Linked DNA regions of Mus musculus: all the other regions are linked to region 1. A link is a contact called in public HiChIP or PLAC-seq data. All regions are on one chromosome and are shown on one strand. The core of a region is the stretch at or near the end of the contact, and the rest is flanking DNA. Distances in the headings are between cores, read along the strand shown. Region 1 overlaps Ern1 (endoplasmic reticulum (ER) to nucleus signalling 1). Region 2 overlaps Cep95 (centrosomal protein 95). Region 3 overlaps Map3k3 (mitogen-activated protein kinase kinase kinase 3).

What was found. HiChIP or PLAC-seq counts read pairs in DNA pulled down with a chosen protein or histone mark.
Region 2: an H3K27ac HiChIP or PLAC-seq map of microglia shows a contact between it and region 1, with 6 times the contacts expected there. The contact joins two enhancer-like sites. A contact is called at or near these places in 2 of 39 promoter capture datasets (cranial neural crest and pre-B cells), 1 of 115 datasets of contacts at active chromatin or transcription factors (microglia) and 1 of 9 other capture datasets (embryonic stem cells).
Region 3: an H3K27ac HiChIP or PLAC-seq map of microglia shows a contact between it and region 1, with 4 times the contacts expected there. The contact joins two enhancer-like sites. A contact is called at or near these places in 1 of 15 datasets of contacts at CTCF or cohesin (large pre-B cells) and 1 of 115 datasets of contacts at active chromatin or transcription factors (microglia).

The regions. Positions count from the first base shown.
Region 1 is chr11:106,416,441-106,421,600 of GRCm38.p6, reverse strand. It overlaps Ern1 (endoplasmic reticulum (ER) to nucleus signalling 1), which reads left to right. Exons shown (of 22, transcript NM_023913.2): 9 at 1,504-1,582; 10 at 2,612-2,777. Among named protein-coding and RNA genes, the nearest start is that of Icam2, 36 kb to the right of the region's middle. Within about 2 kb of position 2,015, at least 93 of the 459 cell types and tissues checked have an H3K27ac peak or open chromatin away from gene starts, as enhancers often do. A contact at or near this core is called in microglia, where this site is marked.
Region 2 is chr11:106,817,595-106,822,754 of GRCm38.p6, reverse strand. It overlaps Cep95 (centrosomal protein 95), which reads right to left. Exons shown (of 20, transcript NM_177088.3): 18 at 4,775-4,921; 19 at 4,488-4,559; 20 at 3,894-4,221. The coding sequence ends at 4,030. Smurf2 (SMAD specific E3 ubiquitin protein ligase 2) reads left to right here. Exons shown (of 19, transcript NM_025481.3): 19 at 1-2,694. The coding sequence ends at 90. Among named protein-coding and RNA genes, the nearest start is that of Cep95, 31 kb to the right of the region's middle. Within about 2 kb of position 3,009, at least 78 of the 459 cell types and tissues checked have an H3K27ac peak or open chromatin away from gene starts, as enhancers often do. A contact at or near this core is called in microglia, where this site is marked.
Region 3 is chr11:106,103,633-106,108,792 of GRCm38.p6, reverse strand. The region is part of intron 2 of Map3k3 (mitogen-activated protein kinase kinase kinase 3); the gene reads right to left. Among named protein-coding and RNA genes, the nearest start is that of Map3k3, 22 kb to the right of the region's middle. Within about 2 kb of position 2,407, at least 71 of the 459 cell types and tissues checked have an H3K27ac peak or open chromatin away from gene starts, as enhancers often do. A contact at or near this core is called in microglia, where this site is marked.

The DNA.
Region 1 (5,160 bases), core at 766-3,265:
GGTCAGGGAATTGGCAGATATCTCTGAGCTCATGTAGAACATCAAGAGTCACAGACTTGTTTTGAGCTGGGGGATGGTGGTAGTGCACATCTTTATTCCCAGCTAAAATAGACAGAGGCAGGTGGATCTCTGAGTTCGAGGACAGCCTAGTTTACAGAGGGAGTTCCAGGACAGCCAGTGCTCTACAGAGAAACCCTGTCTTGAAAAGCAAATTACCCCCACCCCACCCCCCAAAAAACCAAACAAACCGCTGGCTCATTTCGGAACCTCAGAATGTAAGCCATGTAGTACCCCTTTATACTTCAGACTTCTCTGTCACTGCCTTTCTCTTTCTCTCTCTGCTTCTGTATTATGTTTATGGGTTTGAAGAGAAAGTCCCATTATGTAACTCATGCTGGCCTCAGCTTCCTAAGTAATGGGATTACAATTGTCTACCTACCTGGACTTCTTGAACATTGACTACAAAATATGAGGGGAGACTGTATTACAAGACTATATATTTAAAATTTTTAATACATGTCATATTCATTTTAAAAATCAGAAAAAAAAAGTATCACAGTGTATGTGACCAAAACTCAGCAGGCTGTATCCTTCATTTCTACCTGTTAAAAGCTAGGCCTCAATCTTCCTACTCCATAGATTTGTGGAGAAGCTGAAATATAATCATATTGTGAAACTGTTGTCTATAGTGAAACACCATTTAGGTAGAAGGTATTTGTAGAAAGAACTTTGGATAATTTCATAGATGACTGATCCAAGGCTCTTGACAGTAGTAATTACTGTAGCTCTGTAGGTATAGCTCCCGCTGTTTTCATGCTGGTACTAGACAGCCCTCTGTGATATCTCAGGTGGGAGCACATTACCAAGAAATATCATTCAGTTTGGATTGGAGTTTCTTTCTTTTTTTCTCATTTTGCTTTTTGCTTTGTTTGTTTTCTTTATTTGAGGCAGGGTCTCGTGAGCCTAGGCTGGCCTCCAGTGTGCTATGTGTCCTGGGATTACAGGTGTGCACTGCCCTGTACAAGATACATTCCTTTTGCTCTCAGCATCTGGAATGGAGCACCTGTTCCTTTGCTGAGCCCTGAAGTCCTCATAAAGCCCACAGCAGCATGGTAGTGCTGAGTGTAGTGCTTCTGAAAGAGTGCTGGCTCGCTCACCTGAGAAACTGGCAGCAGGTGCTAAGTGCTGAGTCTCCTGCTAGTCATCAGTGCAGCCCTTTCCTCGGCTGCACTGGTCTAGTCCAGTCTAGTCCAGTCCTGCCATTTGCAGGCAGGGAAAGAGGCTTCCCATTCTGTAGGTGATAGGCAAATCTGGGGCCTGAAGACCTACTGCCCTGTCACTCTACAGTACCCCTGCCACCTTGCTGGTTTCCTTGTGAGAGTTTCATGGCTCATGTGTGGCAGTTGACACTTGTGTCTATGCTTCTGATATCCTAAAAGCCACAGTGTATGGGGTTTGGACATAAAATGACTTAAGATGTATGTTTCTGGTTTTTTTCCTCAGGCCTACTCTGTATGTTGGGAAGTATTCCACCAGCCTCTATGCCTCTCCCTCAATGGTGCATGAGGGGGTTGCTGTCGTGGTGAGTCGAGTGTGGGACCTAAAGATGCAGTTTCTTGACTGCTTTTGTTCTAGCAAAAAGTGACATTGAGTTTTGTGTAAACGTCTGGTTAGGAAGGGGAAGTGCAGAGCTGAGTGAATCATGAGCGGCTTCTATAAATCCACATCCTGCTGAAAGCAGATGCTGACAGAAGCAGCTCCCTGAAGCCAGGAAAGACTCACTCCCTATGGCTTTGTGTTCAGATCTAACCGTCAGGCTTTCTTCCAGCCAGTCCCACCCTGCCTACCTACCACTCTGCTAGTTTTCAGGGTTGCATGGTCCAGAGAAGCACATGCTTCCCATGATCACCCAAACTTCCCTATTCTTTCTTCTGAGCTTCAGTTGCTGGTCTCTCACTTCCTTTCCCCTGCTCAATCCTTTTGTGAGTGCTCCATGCCTCCTCAGGCTTCTCCAGCCTGCTTTGAGCACTCTCACCGAGTGACTGGGACATTACACTCCTGATGTGCTTGTGCCTGGACTGGCTGGTTGTATACTGGCTGCCTGGTGAGTTGGTTGGCTGCTGCAGCAGTGAGGCCACTCCTGACTCTATCAACTCATCAGTGTCTAACAACTCAGCAGTTTATTCCACACTGTCAGTTGCGTCATCTGTGACCATATAGATTCTTACATGGTTTCATAGAATTTCTGATAGTAGCTTCTCGGAGTTCTATCATGCATGTTCTTCCTGGTTCTCGGTACCCAAACATGCAAACCTGACATGGCAGGACCAGACATGATAGTTGATGCCTGTAATCCCAGCACTTGCGAGATGCAAACAGGAGAGTCTAGAGTTCAAGAACAGCCTGGGCTGCTTGAGTTCTGTCTTAAGCAAACAATCTGAAAAGATGTCAGTAGAGTGTCCCTTGCCCAGTCCCAGGATCTTTGTGTCATGCTTTGATGGATGATGATTGTTGAGCTGCGTGAGCCACAACTGTCCCTTTAGGGAAACCTTTAGGACCTTGGGAAACCTCTCCTGCCAGCCCTGCAGCTCACCGCATCCCATCTCCACAGCCTCGAGGCAGCACTCTTCCTTTGCTGGAAGGCCCCCAGACAGATGGCGTCACCATTGGAGACAAAGGAGAGTGTGTGATCACTCCCAGCACAGACCTCAAGTTTGACCCTGGACTCAAAGGGAAGAGCAAGCTGAACTACTTGAGGAATTACTGGCTTCTCATAGGTAAGAGCTGCTTCTTGCTAGGTGGTAACATACTGCCCCCTGGTGGGCAAAAGCCAGCCCTGCTGGTTTACTGCTGCTCTTCATTGTGAATGCATTGTGTGCTCTGTCCATGTCAAGATGGTTTAGGCCTGGGAATATTTTTATTTTCAAGGAGTTCCAGGTTGCTTAATCAGGTCTCAAAAAAACCAGTTTCTCTCCAAGATTGAAACATTTGGTGTAAATTTCAGGCAATGTCTGCTCCCTGTTCCTCACAGTGACCATGTGAGGTGGGTACCCTTGTTATTTCCACTCTATAAGAATACTGGGACTTGTCATTTGGAATAGGAATCAGTGTGGATAAGAGGCTGGGCAGGACAAGTTTAAGACCTATGATGAGTGACAGTTGTGGAAATAAAGGCAAAATACTTAGCAATCTGAGGAGAAACCAGAATCAACAACCATGAAGAGTCTGCGCTGTTCCTGGGCCCTCACAGAAAGGCTCTTGGGGAGTTTCTTTTTCTCGGTCTGATTTTTTTGGTTTGTTTCATATTGTTGGAGACAGAATGTCACTATGTTACTCAGGTGACCCCCAATTCATTCAGTCCCTGTTTCCCACATACTTGGCTTCTCTCCTCCCTCCCATTTGCTAAGGCAGAGACCAGGGCCTTAAGCGTGCCAAGCATGCTTTGACTCTGGGATGCACCCTGGCCTTATCTTTTTTTCTTCTTCCCATTGTTGTTGCCCTTACTATCCTTGACCCTGGGAGTGAATTAAAGGCCTGGTTACAAAGATAAGAGGTTGAGATTATACCCCAAGGCAGTGAGTATTGCAAACAAAGGCAGAAGTGAGGGTGATTGGGTCCCTGGCAAATATCCCAAGTAACTAGAGCAGGATGGATTTTCTTAAATCAGATCTTTCCTTCCTGTGCCCTATATATACTAACAATACACACCAATTCTGATGACCTAGCCTAAACGTGAGAGGTGGTCTGAGTCCCAGCAGACTAGGTAGATGTGGGTAGAGAAAAGAGTATGTGTGGGCACAGAAGGCAGCAGGACCTGCCAGGCAATGGGTCTGGACCAGTATATGAATACCTAAGAGAGTGCTGCAGGGGAACTGGGTGTGCTGGAGCTCCGATCAGTCTATTGGCAGGCCATTTGAAAGATCCTGTTCTTTGTGCCTTTTACTTCTTCATAGCTGTGTGTGTGTGTGTGTGTGTGTGTGTGTGTGTGTGTATTAAATCTTTAGAGAACACTGACTAATACATTCACTCTTCACACATTGCTATAGAAGTACAGCAACAGCCATAGTATAGTGTTATCACTAACTAGCAAGGGCTCATTAGAATTATACGGCTACTCGGTTTTATGTACCAATGAAGGGTCCATAAACTGCCTGGCAGTGGTTAAGAAGTAGCACAAAGGAAATGTGTATGAAGGTACTGAAAATGTGCCAGAGGAGTCTCCGTGGCAGAACTGGAAAATGAGATCCCTTTAAAATCCCTTTAAATGGTCAGAGTAAGACAACTAGGAAGCCTAACAAACTTCTAAGAGGGTAGCTAAGTAAGGGTCTCACAATTCTGAGGTCCCCTTTGAGGAACTCTGTAACTGCTCAGCTTAAAATAAGGCAGTGGGAATACATAACAATCTTCTCATAGACCAGGGCCACTGTTTATACCTGTTAATGTCAAGATAGGCCCTGTGGTTCTTGTGGAAGACTGCAAGATAGTCTACCTTCACATTCATCTTGAAAATAAAGTGGATCTAATTAAATCAGAAGGTGGGGTTTGTTCTGTTTTTTGCCCCCAGCAGTGACCCTGACCTGGTGTTCAACATCCCCTAGTGCTTTGTCAAATAGTCATGAAGGTGACCCAATGCAGTAAGCTGGCCCTGTACCAGCAGAGATAGGTCCTGCGTGTACAGTGGGATATTATTGAACATCCTTCTTCAGTGGGAGCCTGTTTATAAGGAAACTCAGTGACATCTCCAGCAGTCTATTGGTAGGCCTTACAGACATGTCCTCTCACAGTAGGACATCAGGGAATGAGGTAGACAGAACACTGTAATGCAGAGTGGCCCATGGAAGGACAGCTTCATTTTCCTGGCTGTTGATCATTTTTGTTGGTTGTCATCGGTAACCCATGGTTGCTTACATTCAGATACCAAGTCTGACGCAGAATTCTGACATAGGCAGCCACATGTGAGAAAAGCATGCATGCCCCTTTGTAGAGCAAAGCATGCCTCAGCAGGCCATGGTATGCATGAGAAAATTTGTGATGGTTCAGAACAAAAGTAGGTTTTCCTGAACGAACCATGTCACACTATAAGTGACAAAAGCCTGGTAAGATTGAGGTCAGATGAGGGATTAAAGAGGGACTTTCCAGATCAAGAGGTGCAAGCTCTGG
Region 2 (5,160 bases), core at 1,760-4,259, 400 kb before region 1:
ATAGACATTCCACCCTATGAAAGCTATGAGAAGCTCTATGAAAAGCTGCTAACGGCCATCGAGGAGACATGTGGCTTTGCTGTGGAATGATGGGCACCAAGGACTTACCTACAGCTCTTATTTATTCCCTGGCCAACAGCCTCCTTCAGCAGCGCTTCAGAGAACGCTGGGATACAGGACAGCCTCCTCCCCTGTTCCTTAGATTCTAGGACACTGGGAGGGGAAAGGACAATTTTGAAATTCCTTTTCAAGGAAAAGTAAAGGTCTTTATGCTTTGCCATGAGGACACACTCAGCTGCTATTTAAAAATTAATACCTTGAACCTAAAGAATGCTGACCCCCTGCGTCTCCAGAGTTAGGCAGTATTCTACACTTAAAAGACTACTACTATTTTTATACAAGGTTATCTCCCCAAATTGCTTGTCAGACTCATGTCTCTCCCGCATAGCAAGACAACTCCAGCAGTCGGTACAAGTCACACTTCATTTTGATTGAGTACATGATTTTTGAACAACTCCTATACCTGCTCTTTGTAAGAAATTAAATAAAGTTATTTTGGATTGTTCCACCTTTGTAAACAATTGGCTAAAGAGGGATCATTACCTTGATGAAATTAAGCCATTTACATGTTTAGTTGTGTTTTTCTATAGCAGAGTGTTATATTTTGCATTATGTGGGTCACCGTAGCTTAAGTGGGGTTTTATATTTTTCAAGTGTGACTTTCTTGGAAATTCTTAATGCAGCCATTTAAACAGTTTATTTGCTACCCTTCCTGTTTTTAAGATGACTTAAAAAAAAAAAAAAGACCTCATGTTCTTGAATCAAGAAGATCAGGTATTTTGGATTTACTTTCATCTTAAATTGAAATACTGCATTTTTATAGCTTCTCAGTATGTGATGGGGTGGATTTTCATTCTTTGCTGGGTCAGCTTGTCTTTTATATGCTATTTCTATAAACCAAAGTCTCTAATAAGTACATCTAACTTATATTTTAATTAAGTTTCTAAAAGGAAAATTTTTGCTCTAAAAATCGTTTAACAAGTTTGAGAGCCCTGCTTTTACCTCATTGGTTGAGCTGGAGGTGGTAGTGGGCATGGTGGGCCAAGAATGTCATACATGCATGACGTCAGCTGGGCTGACCATGCCCGTGATCCTGGCTCCTGGGAAGCTAAGGCAGAAGGGCCAGTTCAAGTTTGAGGCCAGCCTGAGCGACACAGCAGACCTTGCCTCACATAAGAGTGACTCTAAGGCAGTCGTATAATTTACTCTAGAACTAAAGAGTTCATGAAGTGAGGGACTGGAGGCCAGGCTGCCACACTGCTGACTTCAAGTGTGGAGGTTACGCTTTCAAGGTGTGTGGCCCATCCTGTGATCTAGAAGGTAACAAAAATTCTGGGGTGAGGGGTTGCAACCATTTAAAAAAAAATCACATTGGATTTTAAAATTCAACCATCAGAACAATGCACTATTATTTTTAAACATGGATGTGAAAGAAGAATAGCAGATTTTGCTGAGCTTGGCACAGGGCCATGAGGAGCACTTGACAGGAAGTGTAACTCAGCCTGGTGGCCGACACCCGTGATCCTGTCACTGGGGAGGCAGAGGCAGAAGCGTCAGCATGCCAAGGCCAGTCTCACCTACACAGTGGATTGAGGCTTCCTTGAGACCCTGTCTCAGAGGACAGGGATGCAGTGCTAAGGAGACGCTGCTTTCAGTGGTTTTCCATGCAGTGTAACACAGGCAAATCCCACTGCTTTCTGAGTGCCTTTTAACTTTATTACAGTGACTTGACAGAGCTTTAGAGGAAACTGCCCTATGTAACGGTCTTCAATAGCACAGACATCAAAAACATGGTTTAGATTTCGATTTCAAAATTACATTACCTGATTACTTCCAAATAGGTGCTAAGCAAACAAAAATCCCCAGTGTCACAGAACCTGGACTTGCCTTGTGTTTAATGTGAATATTTATCTGTCCCCACGTCGCCTGCCTCCAGGCGCTCTGTTCCATCAGGAAAGCTTCATTCTGACCAATGGTTCCCTGTGCTCACATGCAGTAAGAGGCCACTATTTTCTGGCACAAAGTTTTAAAGCAGTGCTGTGTATCCTGTACATTTGTTTTGCAGTTTGTTGCTCTGTATTTTACAGTGCTCTCCCCACCCCACTCACATTTACAGGCCAGAGCACAAATTTCTCTTCTCCTAAATCCACTATAATTTGCTTTCCTAGACAACACTAAATCTGCCCTGAGCTTGCAGTGCATCGGACAGATGGCACTGGTGGGTGTTAGCCGCTTCCAGTGCCTGCAGGGTCAGCAGCACAGCCTCGCCCTTCAGCTGCAGCTTACGGTCGGGGCCACGTGTGGTGGTTAATGTTCTCACACTAGGATGATGATTGTACCAAATGCTGAGTTGCTGATTCTAGATGTAATTAGTTCACTTTATGTAATATTCTCCTTTTCTCTAAACTGACTTTAAAAGCAAAGTTTTATCATTTCCATTGTATTTATTACAGAATGTTTTAGCCTTGATATTCTTTGTAATTTCACTCATTTGTTACATGAGCTTTATCAATAACATCTGTATAAATGGTTTTTAAAAATTAACTATGTACGTATGTATGTATGTGCCCATGCCGAAGCTGAGCAATAAAATGAATGCTGTTTGCACTGTCACAGCAGCGAGGTTTGTAAGAATACTGAGTTTTTACTTGTTTTGAAAACCATGTTTGGCTTTTCACAGGCGATAGCGGGGAGCCTTGAGTTGGAAAGACTGCTGCTTTCCTCCAGGCTTAGAGGCTGGCACCCGGCTGCCCTGAGGTGGGGCCGGCTGGAAGCGGGGCAGTTCTCTATCATGGCAGCTGAGACTTCCCATCGTTGTTGGGGGCCATGAGGTGGTGGGACTTCTGAGAGAAAAAAAATCTACAATCAGGTCTGTCTGCGGTCTGGAGGGCAGCACTGTGGCCGGCAGATGGCCTAACCTTTGCCAGCATGCCTTGGTGTTAAACAGTCAAGTCTTGCAAATGAAAAGGAGAAGTTACGGCTCTGTGAATGCCAGTCGATGGGAGTACAGCTACATACACAGATAGGGAAGACATGCATGTGGGTTCTTTCTTCACCATAACGTGTGGTCTGTGAATCAGTACAGCAGAGGCTGCAACAGCTTAGAAGAGCTGGAAACGAGCAGACAGCAGAGTGTAAGACAGGTCCTGACAGTGTTCTGTAGCTGCTTCCTCTAGTTCTTTTCTAGAAGGATGAGGGAGGACAACAGACCCCTCCATGGCTTGCTCATGCATCTTGACAGGTGACTGCCGTGGTGAAGAGCTGCTGGCACAGAGACTTTCAGGGAGCCGCACTCCAGTGCTGCTCTCGTGTCAGCACCTATCTGGCGGGCTTTTTCAGTAGCATGAAGTCAAGAGACTAGTTATAGGATAGATGGAAGTACACCAGAGGGTAGTACCCTTTTATGTTAACACTCTAAACTGCTTTGTCTAGTTATAGTTAAAAGGCTATATAAAAGGTAATCTTCCTGAAAGGTATAGTGGTGCAAGTCTGTAATCCCAGCACTCGGATGCCTGCAGTCATCCTGAACAGAGATGACCTCATCTTCTAGCCAGGAAGTAGATACAGCTAGGGAAATGGAAGTCAGCTCCCAAATGGTAGATGAGGGACTTAAGACTACATAGCTCCTGAACTCCAAAACAGTAGCCATTATTGGCTTCATCCACAGCCTGTTTGATGCTGTTAGGTCCTGGAGTTCATACACAGTCAATAACTTTTATTGACCTCTATCAACATGCTTCACAAGTGGGCTGGCAGGACTTGCTAACAGCTTTAACAGAGCTAAATGCCTTTATTCCCTTTTCTCAGGTTTTAGGTTATAAATTCAAAAGCAGTAAGCTTTAAGAGAAAGTTTTTATTTAAAATAATTCTAAATTTTAACATGAATACATAAATAAGGCATATTCTGGTTTAGACTGTTTACTGGCTCAGGTCTAGCTCTGTTCATATTAAGGTGTCTAGAAACTTCACCTATGAAGTTTGGCCTCTTGGGAAAGGATTTTTACTGTACTGGAAGGAAGCCAACTGCAGCCGAGCTTTGAAGCGCTCAGCTTCTAGCTCCCGGAAGAAAGCATCATCGTCGTTCTGCGTTATCATGTGCTGCAGTTGCTGAATCTCCTTCTCCATTTTAGCTCTCAGCTCCCTCTTCACCTTATGTAATGTCTGAAAGAGAACTAAGTCAGTCTGAAGCTTGTGACTCTTAGTCCAGGCCCCTCTATTCTCAGCCCCGAGCCCCCCATCTGCCCGCTCCCAGCCGGTTCCTCCAGAGAGCTGTGATTTGTTGGCTCCCTTCCAAGACCAGAGCTGCTAACATCAGCCCATCAGGTACTTGGAAGCAGAGATGCATTCTCTTTGTATTCTCTCTGTTCTTTTGAAGTTACAATAACATTTTCTGTTTCCCTCCTAATTCCTGTCCTGTCCATTATTACCTGAGCCTGGAATTTCTGTCTCACTTTGAGTTCTTGACGTTCCTGTGAGATGGCTTCTGCTAGCAATGAAAACTGTGGGGAAGAAAAGACAAATATTCCATCACAATGCAATTATTCTTATACTCCATCTTAAATCAAAATGGAAATAGGACAACATACACGGGATACTGTTTTAAATACTGTCTTAAATTTGCCTTAGAAACAATCACTGCTGCAAAGCTGTGCTGATTGCATAGTAGCCAGCCATGACCTAAGCCAAGCTGACAGGTGCTTGGCATCAAGCCCACCTGGTCCTTATAGTGGTTCTCCATCGAGTCCAGCTCATTCTGGTGCTGTCTCTTTTCTTCGTTGCGTTTCTCTTTGGCGTAGTTTCTTAGGTCTCGTAGTCTTTGTTTCTGAATTTGTAAACCTTCTTCAAACAGTTTCTTAAAGATCTGTTGGTTATTTAATCATAAGTTATACTGCATTTCACAAAGGCTTTTCAAATAATAGCTTTCCTCGTTATTCACATACATGAAATATACATACATTGTAGACTCAGAATTGTGTGACTATCCCAGACATGAAACCTATGCTCGTCAGCACTGCTGTCCTCCCTTCCTGTTCTGAACACAGCCTTAACCTGACACGCTTCGAAGGTCAGATCCCCTACAGACAGAGCTGTCACTTTTTG
Region 3 (5,160 bases), core at 1,158-3,657, 310 kb after region 1:
ACAACTGCTTATAACTCCAGCTCCAGGAGATGCCTCTAACTTCAGGCATATGCACATATACATACAATACACACACACACATACATACATACATAGTTAAATAAATAAATAATACTATTCCTTTTTGGCTGATTGATTCAGCTAAATAAAACATGAAATCTTGCCGCATATCTTTCTAGGTACAAATAATGTAACATTGCTTATCATTTCTATGTCTCAGTGTTTACAACTGCAGAATGGGGCTAAATATATCTTGCAGAGCTGCAATGAGAACTACATGAGATAATATTAGGAAAATATCTGACATGAAGTAAACATGTAATAAGTGGTTTTTGCTTCTATAGCTGCTGCTGTTAGTTCTATTATTCACTTCCCACAATCCTCCCAAGATTACCCCAGTAAACTAGGAAACTAAACAAATAACCTTAGATATTGTTCTTACTTAATTTAATCCAATGTGACTATCCAGATAGCCTATAAATTTTGGAAAGGCAAGGACTGCTTATCCAGTTTCTGTACCTCTGTGCCAAACAACGGAATGGCACATTATATGTGTGATTAGTAATGTTTGTTAAATGGATGGATGGACATAAGAACAAAACCAAGTGTAAATGTCAGAAATAAAAAGTAAATTGGGGTAGCTGGAGAGATGGCTCAGTGGTTAAGAGCTCTTCCAGAGGTCCTGAGTTCAACTCCCAGCAACCACACAGTGGCTCACAACCATCTGTAATGGGATCCGAGACCCACTTCTGATGAGTCTGAAGACAGCTAAGTGTATTTATAAATATAATAAATAAATCTTTAAAAAATTAAATTGGGTGTGGTGGTGTAGACTTATGTAGTCCCAGTTAATTGCAAACACCTTGAGGGAATCTTTTCAGATTTTCCTGACAGGAAAAGCAAAGAGATATCAGAGAAGAAAAAAACCAGCCATAGCGTTTTAAAAATAATATTGTCAGGAAATCAGTAAATAACAGGTAAAAGAGAAAAACAGTTCACATCAATTAATGAATTATTCTGAAAAAGACAAATTAATAGACTGTAGCTGGGAAGAAAGAGGGCTTTGGGCATCTAAAGATGAAGAACACACAAAGTGAAACAACACAGAAGAAAAGGAAAGGAGTTTGTAAGGAGGGAAGGATGCAGAAAGGACTTTCTTTTCCCAGGAGATTATAAAGCTAGAACTCCTTCCCATTCCTTGAAATGGAATACTGGTTCTAATACATACCTTAAAAACTACTGCAGCTCTCAAAGAGATTTCATATATGTTAAAAACTTATACTTTGTATACTAATAGTAATTAAGATCACTTAATTACTTTTAATGTAAAATGTAATATTACTTTTAATGTAAAATTATATTACTTTTACTTACTTTTAATGTAAAATATTAATATTTCAAAACATAGTGACTGAATGCAGATCTCTTTAATGCATGGCCTAAAATGGCAGAATTTTCATGCCTGTTTCTACATTCAATCTATTGTAATAACCTACATCATGAAGCCTCTGGAAAGTCCCTATATATCCTTGTGAGGACGAAGGTAAACAGGGCATAACATCACAGAATCATTATGAAAACAGTTTTAACTCCATATACTCCCAGTGTCTTTCAAAGGACCAAAGGAGGATCCTACAGGGTCTCTAGGCCATAGCTTAAGAATCACTAAACTAGAATAAAAGAAAATATCAGAGCCAGACAGATGATTCAGGAACCCGTGAGATGGCTCAGCTAATGCAGCCAAACCTGAGATCTATCCCAAGACCCAAATGGTGAAGAAAAAGAACAACTTTCAAAAGTTGCCCTCTGATTTCAGTGCACATAAGCTGGCATATATATACACAAAGAACAAACTAAAATATAATTAAAATTTCTTACAATTATGGCTTAAAGCATAGTACAAGTACTCATTCTTCAACTAGACCAACACTGTAATTAGATACACCTATAAAAACCTTCCTCAGACCCTTTACTGAACTGAAGGAGCTAGTCTATTCCAGGGTGGCCATAACTCAAGCATTGTTCTACATTAGATTAGTGCAAAGGGGAATTGAACTTCAAGCTCCAAATCACTCCTACCAAGTCTAAGCAAGTCCATGACTAGTAAAACAGTATATAAAAAGATGCCTTTTCTGATGCTATGACAAAACAGAATGCAGATTTCAACAGATATCATCCTTTGCCCAGATAAACTAATCTGGCTAATTCCCAAATCTGAGTTTCTCCTGTCAGCCACAAGTAAGTTCAGATTAAGACAACTAATGTTCAACTCCCACACTATTCTCCTTGACTTAGTTTAAACCTAGTCTCCTCTGATTTATAAGACTTAGTTCTAGCCTAAAGAACTTAACAGCATTCTAACCACTTCTGCTCCTTGGTTGGTTCCTCTTTCATGGCCTCTCTCACCCTTCCCCCAACACGTTTCGACTTCTGGCTTTTCGCTCCTCTCAATACCTTCCTTCTCTTTAGTCAACCTCTTAACAGAGAGTTCTCACATCCCTTGGCACACCCCAATCTAAGATGAAGCAAAACTTCGTCTGTTTGACATGGACTTGAATCAGAGATGAAGGCAGCGCTGGAGACAGAGAGAGAACCCAGAGAAGAGAGGCACTCATTGCCAAGTCTAAGAACCATTGCATTCACATGGTAGGAGAGAACCAACTCTCTGACCTCCATAGATGTACAGACACGGGCACACAAACAGATGGACAGACAGACCCGGACGGACACACACACACACACACACACACACACACACACACACACAGAGGCACATTCTCTCCTCTCCCTCTCCCTCCCCCTCCCCTCCCCTCTCCTCCATGTGCCCTGTCCATTAGAAGAAGTAGCCACTTTTAGTCTCAGAACCCAGGAGGCAGGAGGAGGCAGGAGGCAGAGGCAGAGGCAGAGGGATCTCTATGAGTTCAAGGCTAGACTGATCTACATAGTGAATTCCAGGACAGCCAGGGTTACATAATGGGCTAGAGAGATGGCTCAGTGGTTAAGAGCACTGACTGCTCTTCTGAAGGTCCTGAGTTCAAATTCCAGCAACCACATGGTGGCTCACAACCACCCATAATGAGATCTGATGTCCTCTTCTGGTGTGTCTGAAGACACCTACAGTGTACTTACATATAATAAATAAATAAATCTTTTTAAAAATTAAAAAAAAATTAATAATTAAGATAGTGTTGGAGAATGTCAGAGCAGGGAGGCAGGAATGGGTAGGTGTGATGGGGGAGGGGAACACTCTCATAGAAGCAGGGGGAGGAGGGATGGGATAGAGGATTTCCAGAGGGGAAACCGGGAAAGGGGATAACATTTGAAATGTAAATAAAGAAAATATCCAAGAAAAGAAAAGAAAAGAAAAGAAAAGAAAAGAAAAGAAAAGAAAAGAAAAGAAAAGAAAAGAAAAGAAAGGAAAGGACTGCATTTAAAATTTTAAATAAAGTTCACTAATAAAAACAAAAAAAAATTAAGATAGTATTGGGGACTGAAGAGATAGCTTGGAGGCTAAAAGCCACTGCTGCTCTTGCAGAAGGGTGGGACTTGGTTCCTAGCACCCACGAAGTGGCCCACAACTATCTATAACTCCAACTCCAGGGGAGCTGATGCCCTCTTCTGACCTTTTTGGTCACCAGATATGTGCATATTACACATACAAACATTTAGGCAAAATACTCAAACACATAAACTTTTTTTCAATGTCAACATAGGAATCAAACTACCTTCTTTAAGTTCTGATTCTACAGTTTCTTGGCTGTACAATCTTGCTCTTGTCGTTTAAATCTCTCGTGACTCAATTTTCTCATTTGTAAAGTGAGACTGGTGATCATACTTTACTGGATAGACTTTCCAAAAATTTAAATTATATAATCACATAATGAGATCCAAATGATATCTGACATATAAATTCTCAATAAATGATTACAAAAACTCCACTATCTTTTAGCCAAAATACTTGGAAGCAAAATTGTCTGGACTGCACATTTAGGACTTAGAAAGGTAGCATGGTGTGTACGCTGTATACCATATGCTGCTTCTTCCTCACTGAGGGCAGCAGCTACAGAAGCCACCCAGCCAAGGCAGAAAGAACACCCTCACACTATTTCCAGGAGTTAGCTGTATGTGGTTTTGATCAACAGCTGGGACAGAACTGAGTTCTGGCAGCTGGATGTTTCAAGGGAGTTTCATGATGTTTCAACATGAGTATAGTGATTATGGAGAAATCTATCCTACCCCTCATACTGGACTCACCAGATTAAGCACAGAGATTCGAGGTTTATTTGTTAATACAGAATATGGTTTGTTAGTACAGAATTCTGCAAATAAAAAACAAACTGTGACAGAGCACTACCCGCTCTTCCAGAGGACCTGGGTTTAGTTCCCAGTACCCACATGGTAACTCACAACCATCAGTCATGTTCATGGTACACAGACACATGGTTAAAATACCCATACACATATTAATAAATAAAATTTAAATAACAGCAACAAAAACACCCTAAAAATTTTAGTTTTACAGAATTTTTAGGTTTTTCAAAACTGCAGATGTGGAAGGTTCTCTCTCACTTTCTATACCACATCATGATACACAGCCAAGTCCAGCTATCATTTCTCTCAAATCCTCCCTCTCATTTTTCTCACTCCCAGCCCTCATTTTTTTTTTCTAAGACAAGGTCTCACTATACAGATCAGGCTGGCATAAAACAGTGATCCCTGAATGCCAGGGTTGTAAGCACTGACCCATGCCCACCTTCCTTTTCATCCTTCCCTCTCTCATTCCCAGCTATTTCCCAGTACCGTGTGATTTCTGGGGTACACAAAACACAGCACATTTTGAGGAGGGTGTCTTTAAGAAGCTTGACTGCAGACATATATTAAACTGACTGGAGAGGTGCCACAGCTACTGAGAAAAAAAAATCCAACACAGATACTCAGGCTTGGGTATAGCTCAGTAGGTAGAATGCCTGACTGGCATACACAGGCTTTGGGCTGGATCTCCAGTACCATGAAAGTGTGGTGGCACCTGCCTATAATCCTACCATCTGGGAGATGGAGGCAGGAGGATTCAAGTTCAAGGTGACCCTCTGCTATGAAGTAATTCAAAGCAAACTGGATTATATGAGGCCCTGTTTCAAAAAAGTAAAAATGAGCTGTGAT